Regions from separate parts of the Bicyclus anynana genome. Here region 2 is linked to region 1. The links are chromatin contacts, called in public Hi-C maps. All regions are on one chromosome and are shown on one strand. The core of a region is the stretch at or near the end of the contact, and the rest is flanking DNA. Distances in the headings are between cores, read along the strand shown. Region 1 overlaps LOC112043921 (hemicentin-2). Region 2 holds the start of LOC112043921 (hemicentin-2).

Region 1 (4,155 bases), core at 933-3,432:
GGCGCGTAAACTTTGTAACACATGTATTGACTAACGGCATCTTATGTTTGTAAGATCGGTGTGAAATGTAAGCTACTGGCAGATGTGTTTATTTAAAAGAATGTTCAACTTCTTAAAGATGCAAACAATTTAAATAAAACTATCCGATAAATAAATATTCTTAAGTAGTCCTCCTAATTAAAGATGCAAACAATTTAAATAAAACTATCCGATAAATAAATATTCTTAAGTAGTCCTCCTAAAACTTTATGTTCTTTTGCTGGTTTGTTACCTACATACAAAAATACCTATCCATCATAAATATAAAGAGTCATATAACATACATATATGTATCTTAATATTATGAGGCAATTTACATTATACATATATACATTATGTATATAACTCGTAAATATTGTTTCGAAAATATTTTACCGTTTCTCATTTAAAGGTAAAGCCACATTAATTTTTTAATTAATTCTTACTCAAAGCTAGCAACAAACATTCAAAGAAATAAATTTTGTTCTCAGATTTCCCGCGCGTCGAAGTTGGTCCAGAAAACCCTCTACGCGTAGAGATTGATTTGACTGCAGAAATGGTGTGCAAAGTTGACGCCAAACCTAAAGTTAACACTGTTAGATGGACCAGAGATGGAAAGTACATTGCTAACTCGTTTAACCACATCATCCAAGGAGTAACAGTACAGGACGCTGGCAAATACATATGCAGCGCTGACAATGGCCTCGGGCATCCTGGTGAAAACGAAATATTCTTAGACGTCCTTTACCCTCCCAGTGTCACTGTAGACTCTAAGACTTACGAAGCTGAAGAAGGCGGTACTGTAGAAATTAGATGTGATGTTTCGTCTAATCCTGAACCTATATCAGTCGAATGGACTAGAGAAGGAAGAACAGATTTCCGTCAGAAAGGAAACATTTTATTATTGACAAGAGTGAACGCTGATACAGCAGGCACATATATCTGCAAAGCGGTAAATGTTATATCACCAAGCAGTGGCAATAAAGCAGAACGAACCGGAACTGCATCTGTGGCAGTACTTGTGCGACATAAGCCTGGTAGAGCTTACATCAGTCCCGATCATCCAATAGCTCAGGAAGGCGCGGGAGTAGTGTTAACGTGCAGCGCCAAACCTCCAGGCTGGCCTGTCCCTCAGTACCGCTGGTTCCGGGAAATTGAAACTGGTGATATAAAGTCGTCAGTGCTCGCTACAGGCAATAAATATACGATACCCAGTGCACATCTCGGCAGCGAGGGAATGTACCACTGCCAGGCGACCAATGAATTGGGACACAGTGAACTAGCCACAGTTAACCTGGAAGTGTACCAACCGCCACGATTCCAATCTAAACTACAACCTCACGTTATTAAAAACTCTGGTGAAAGAAACTATTCATTGACCTGCGTTGCACTTGGCAAACCTCTACCAAATGTGAAGTGGTATAAGAACAATGCTGAAATTCATCCTGATGCAAATTTGTACGAAGTCAAAACGGAAATAAATGAAAGTAGAAATGCAGTTTATAATATACAAAGTGTGCTCAGATTTCACGGAAAAGCCAGACCGAATGGTGATGACTTGCTACCAGCAGATAGAGGCGTATACTCGTGCTCTTTTGAAAATGAAGTCAAAAAAGTAGAGTCCTCCATGCAGTTACGAATTGAACGTGAGTATAAGATTTATATATGTATTTTTAATAACTTCCGTTAAATTAATGATTTATTCAAGTACCTACATAATGCAAATGAGATTGTTTTCAATGTTTGAGTGTTTGTTGATTCATCTGATCGGCTGATCGCTTGTTTTTTCCAAATTACTCATTTATAAAACGAGGTTACTTTCATTTCGGTTCCGCTATGACATCATGGTAAATGCAATATAGTGTACCTACCTCCATAATGACAGATATTTGTAACTTACTATGTTATATAATATTATTATCCATGTTGGTCCATATAAATAATCGACATGAGTTTCTTCTAGAACGACAATAATACAGTTCTGAATAAATTTATGGATGTAAGTACAAGTGACAAGGATCAATTTAACATATTGTAATAATTTTTTTGCAATTTCAGATGAGCCCATATCAATCGGGCAACAAAAGAAAGTCGCTTACGACCTAATGGAAAATGCGGAGATCTCATGCCGCGTACAAGCGTACCCCAAACCGGAATTCCAATGGTTTTACAGCTCGAACCCTGCGCCACTGCACATGTCATCAGACGGTCATTACGAGATCATAACCACGACAGACGAAAACGATTCATATTTGAGCATACTAGTGATTAGGAATGTGAAGCTACAAGACTACGGCGATTATTATTGCAAAGTGAAGAATTCTCTAGGAAACATTCGCCCACAAATTCGGCTTCAACCGAAAGGTGCGCCAGAACCGCCGAAGAATTTAGCCACTCAGAAGGTTGATGCGACATACGTGACATTGAAATGGGAAGAAGGGTTTAATGGTGGGTTGTCGAGTACGAAGTACTTCGTGCTGTATCGTCGTGTTAGGAACCCAGCCGGTGGTGAACACTGCGCAGCTGATCGAGACGATGAATTCGATTGGAAAGAATATGATTGTGGACGTGCGAACCCCTGTAACGTGACACGCCTTGAGCAACATAACTCATACTACTTCAAGGTATTTAGATTCACTGTAATTTTGCCACCTTAGTGTTGTAGCGTTCTGTGTGTTTCATTTCATAAAGAACTTCAAACCATTTATTGCATATGGAAAAGCTTTGACAAATACGTAGTGATTTATAGAAGAGAGATGTATTGATTGGATAATTGATTTTACATTTCACGTGTCATTGTACTGATTGCCAAAATCTTCTTTAAAAATGTATCGTCTAAGATAAATCATAGAAAAATGTCATTACATTCAATAATATCATTTTTATCACCTGTAAGCTTGTTCTTTTTTGCTCTATTAGTGTATTTAGTGATCACAAAGCTCATTTCTCTTTTTCTTTAACGCTACCAGCAGGTGACATATATTTTCAAGGTAAATCATTTTTAGTGTGCCTTTATAAGAACATTCATGTAGGTACTAGCTTCCTCACTGCCGCAATTTTTCATGTAGAAAATACCAATTTTATTTTAAACATAATCACTAGTAGCACCACGGAATGCAGTTATTACTTACGTAGTTCTTTTCATATCAAATGGTTTACATCAAATAAATTCTAGCATAATATGCTGAAAATCGGCGTTCTTTGGACCAAGTTCCAAAATTTGTGCTTCCAAATGCTTGATTCGTGCAGCACAAATATTGAGCTCTTTTTCAACGTGCCATACATAATAGTGTACTTTTTTGATGCTTCTGCTACATGTGTTTTTGTCTTGACACGCCCATGTGGACGAGGTATAAATTGTTATCTGTGGCACGGTTTTAATTTTATTTTCTTTCTTTCATATAGCTCTATAACTCTACACTATGGGGTCCAATAACTACAGCACCCCTTTGAATTATTATCGCACCCAACCCTGGCACAATTTTTTCGGTTAACTGAAGGAATAAACAGAGGGGGAGGTCATGTTGAAAAAAAGCCTTTTATTCTAAAACTAAACTATTACCTAAACCAATTTAAATTTATAATTTTTGTCTTAATATTTTAGGTCAAAGCGGTAAACACAAAAGGACAAAGCAACTATTCAAACGAACTGTCGGTGACAACCAAAGTGGACAAGATCTTGCCGCCAGAGCACGTGACGTACAACCCTAGCTCGACGCTGATCAGCTTCAGCGTGGGACCCACGTGTCTGCCGCTTGTTGGCGTTGTTGAGGGGCAGGGAGGTCCAGACGGGTGGCAGGTAAGGAAATAAAAATAAATTATGACTATAATCGAGTCGCGAATCTGAAGTGCCAGGCCACATAGCTCAAAGAGCCGATGGATGTTAGGGGTCCCGAGGTGCGACCTGGAATGGCGACCTCGCACCGAGCGCAGTGTTGAATGACCCCACTTCTAGGTGGACCGAGGAGGAGTGCAAGGAGCCACTGGATGCTGGCTCGAGAACGTGGTGTTTGGAAGTCCATGCAAGAGGCCTATGGCCAATAGTAGACGTCCATTGGCTGTTAATGATGATGATGATGAATTATTATAATCAGCACGTTAATTTTACAAGCAGCTCTAAACACCTTGAAGTAGTGC
Region 2 (4,155 bases), core at 869-3,368, 50 kb before region 1:
ATGGATAAAACTAGGATCTTAGACTAAGTCCTAGGATAAGTTAATGGATAAAACTAGGATCATAGACTAAATCCTAGGATACGTTAATGGATAAAACTAGGATCTTAGACTAAATTCTAGGATAAGTTAATGGATAAAACTAGGATCTTTGACTAAATCCTAGGATAGGTTAATAGATAAAACTAGGATCTTCGACTAGATCCTAGGATATGTTAATGGATTAAATTAGGATCTTAGACTAGATCCTAGGATAGGTTAGGTTAGCTTAGCTAGACTAGACTATTGCATTGACTATTTGCTAAGCTTTCAGTGTATCCCAAGTCCTAGAACCTTGAGAGAACGACGAGCGATATAACTCAGGAGAATTTTTACCACGCCTTGTAATCTGAGCACGTTGTCATGCTATGCTAATCATATAAATGTCATGGCGTTAAGCTTATGGAAATATGTACCTACTACGCGTTTAGTCAATACGTGGGCGAGGAATGTGATTGTATTAGATATTCGCTGCGCGATTACTTACGAGTACCTACCTATAACCTCTCGACTAAAAACGGTGACGTCGGGTTGGACAAATATGCCGTGAACATGCAATGATTTATAAACATAGATAGCTATTGTTGATAGCTTGTAAAAATGTATGAAAAAAGCACAAATTAGTGTGCGCTAATTTGAAATTTTCATGTTGTCTATCCATAATAATCACACCTCAATAATAGCCAGGATTAGGCTAATGTTAAGGTTAGGCTAATCCAGATTAACATACCATTTATTCCGTTCTTTTTCCGTTTATGCCAACGTCTGAAATAAGTACCTGCCTAAACGTATTTTCATGCATGCACTTTTTACATAATATTCACATAGCTGGGACAATTATATTGATTTCGACTGATTAGAGTTTAATTTATTTATTCTTTTATTTATTTAAGCAAGGCGTTGGGGTTAGGATATTAATAATAGAATAGAACACAAAAATTGTGGTAATAGACCGGTTGACTATCGAACTAGATACAGACTGAGTAGGAAATATGAAGGGTGGTTAATAGGCTAGGTAACAGCACAGAAAGTCATTATTATTATTATTACAAATTAATTTCTAATTTTTCCCATACAAAAATCGGCTACCAATTAAAAACCAATCGGCTACAAATTAGGAACCATTTAAAAAACGCCACTTTAGCAGTTGCCAACCCCATTGAATGAAAATACCAGAATCAAGAATTTTCGTAAATAAATAAGTTGATGAGAACTTCATCTCATCGAGATGAAGCTACTCACGAAAAATTAACTTTATGGTAATCAGTTGTATAAAATGTTCAACGGATTCCGGTCTAAATCTTTCGCTGTTCTTATTTTGAAATAGTGAAAGAAAATTTTGATACTTACCCAGTAGGAGTGTGACGCTATCCGTTACAGATGTCTATGAGGATTTTATCATCCTGAGAAAAAAAGATCGAGAAAGAAGATATATCAAGAGTAGGATTGTGTTTGCATACGAATAACAAAGTTCAGGTGGATGAAGTCGCGGATTTCTAATAGCACTAACTTTATTTAAGGCATAATTTTACAGCAAATTTTTATTCGTGGTCATAGATTTAAAAAAATAATTAAATATTAGTGTACAGTCGAGCAGAAAAATGTTTTTATTTTTATGACACCCAAATTAATGGATTTAATGTTCTAAGTAATAACTTAATTTAAGTAAAACCTAATTCCAAATTGATTTGGAATTTAAATAAATTCGCATTTTAACAAAAAGAAGGATTCTTCGGATTCTGATTATTAATTATTATTATTACCTAATTAATGATAATGTTGTTATTCAATATTCAGCGTAATTTTTTTCATATACTTGTAAACATGAAGGGTACATCGTAAGATACGAGAATCCCAATAAATCAAATTCAACTTCATAACGTCTAATTCAAATATTTCTTTTTAGAATTATAGTGAAGTGAAGTTATGTTAAATTGAGGTACGGCTCTACGTATTGCTACCACTTTTCCAGACAAGACAACAGAAACTTAGATTCTATCTCAGTCTGTCTGCTATTGCCGTCTCTCTCGCACAAGTGAGCGAATGGTAGGACAAGCGCACGGCGCGCGGCGTGGCTTGACTGCATTCAATTCAGTTGTTAGCCAGCCTTGAGCTAACCGTCACTTTGAGTTACGTACGCGTTGTGTATTCGATATTCGCGACCAAGTGTTGTTTTTGATTCAACAATGAAACAAACACGATTATTAAAGTACATAACAAGCTAATGTGGTGGTGATAGTGGCGGTTGCTCAGTTGTTTTGTTTGTGTTAACAGACAAAACTTAGACATTCCTTATGTGAGTGAAGTGAGTTTGTTAAGTCGGAGTGAAATATTTGTTAAGTTGTGTTGCAAGATGTCTTCGAGGATGTGTTGAACCATATTGAAAATTGATTAGAAAGTTCCATCAGCGCCAACATGGGGACCCACCGGTTGCTTTCACCAGTTACTTGGCTGCTGATTTGTACAGGTAAGCCAACTTACTACTTAGCGAACTAAGTTGCCTACTTACTTTCTGACTCACGGCGCTCGCTCGCTCGCCGCCCGCAGCCGACGGATCAACAACTGGTTGTGAAACGTGTTTGTGTGTGTGTTGTGTTGTATTTTTGTATGGCTGTGTGTGTCACAGCCTAGCTGTTATATGCAGGTCGAGCTTTTTTTTTGAAGAATAAGGTATTCTGATCCTGAACTGATGTTATTAACAATAGAATATTGTTGAAACATCGGGTTGTTCTATTATTAATTGGTATTTTATTTATAATGAATCCCATTTTATTGAAATTATCTTAGAAGTGACTTTAAATGAAGTTGTTGTTTACTTTATTTCAAATTATAATTTTACTTAAATGAAAAAAATATATAACCTGTTATATTAATTTATTAATAAGAATTGAAAACAATGTAATATAATAATTTATTAATAAACATACATATAAAAGGTGTTTCAATGTTCAAATTCACAGATAAATTCAGTTCTACGAAAATCGAAACTTATTTGATTTTTTTTATTTCATTTAATCCAAAAGACTATAGAGATTAAAAAAATAAGAATAAAGGAAGTATTACTTTCTGTAATAAAAATTCTTGAAAAAACGCAAGTACGAAAAAAAGTTTGCTAAACATTTTAAGCATATTCAACTCTAACTACAATCGTTTAAGGACCATTTATCAAGCAGACGCATTTGTGATAGTATAAAAGAAAAGGCATAGCATTTAGCCCCTCTGATCTTTTGAATGCAATTTTTGCTTACCTGTGTGTAACTACCTACCTAGGAACTTTAAAGAGTATTATATTATAATTCATAATATTACTTACCTACTAGTTTAAAATTTTAAACAATAGAGATTATAAGTTAAACATAATAGGATATTTACCTACCAACCAACATGATGTACCTATATTTTTGGTAACAATTATTTTCCATTTAAATTACTAATATTGATATTTTACGAACAAGTTATATAATTATCATAAGCATAACTAAAATGCACTTTTGGATCTGTGGTGTGTGAATAAATTTAAACATACATGACATAGACACGAAAAACATAACCGTCCATCTGTCGCACTCGGGCAATACAGTTTAAGTAAAATAAAATTAAACTAAAACCGAATTTTAAAAATGTTAACACTTTTCTAAACGATTATATTTTTTTTCCTAAAGGCTAGTTTACACTATGCGGGTACGGTTTCTATTGCTCCTACTGGCATGTCATACCACTTGTATCGTGTCTCGGAGAGCACATTATAGTCTTTTTCAGATAGCATGGGTACGGTGACAGTTCGTTTCACTCTAGAAACCGCCAAGCGATTTAGCGTTCCGGTACGATGCCGTGTAGAAACCGAAAGGAGTGTGGATTTTCATCCTCCTCCTAACAAGTTAGCCCGCTTCTATCTTAGACTGCATCATCACTTACTATCAGGTGAGATTGTAGTCAAGGGCTAACTTGTAAATAATAATAATAATAAAAAAAAAAAAGAAAGTTTGCCGCGATTCACGATAATAGTACATATTATGAACGTCATAAGGTTATTATCACATCAGATCTGATAGTAGTCTGTTAACCAGCATCAAAGAAGCTGGCAGCAGCGTGGTAGGTCAAAGTCCTCCTCCTCTCCTA

Evidence for each region. A called contact is a pair of places that touch in the nucleus more often than the background predicts.
Region 2: a Hi-C map of whole larva shows a contact between it and region 1, with 4 times the contacts expected there. The contact joins the promoter of LOC112043921 here to the enhancer-like site in region 1. A contact is called at or near these places in 2 of 2 Hi-C or Micro-C datasets (whole body and whole larva).

What each region holds. Positions count from the first base shown.
Region 1 is chr9:11,285,903-11,290,057 of ilBicAnyn1.1, reverse strand. It overlaps LOC112043921 (hemicentin-2), which reads left to right. Exons shown (of 12, transcript XM_024079592.2): 5 at 510-1,664; 6 at 2,077-2,642; 7 at 3,623-3,817. Among protein-coding and RNA genes, the nearest start is that of LOC112043917, 13 kb to the right of the region's middle. Within about 2 kb of position 2,182, at least 4 of the 8 cell types and tissues checked have open chromatin away from gene starts, as enhancers often do.
Region 2 is chr9:11,335,605-11,339,759 of ilBicAnyn1.1, reverse strand. LOC112043921 (hemicentin-2) reads left to right here and starts at 2,118. Exons shown (of 12, transcript XM_024079592.2): 1 at 2,118-2,503. The coding sequence starts at 2,452. It overlaps LOC112043922 (juvenile hormone esterase), which reads right to left and starts at 2,878. Exons shown (of 4, transcript XM_052883422.1): 1 at 2,546-2,878.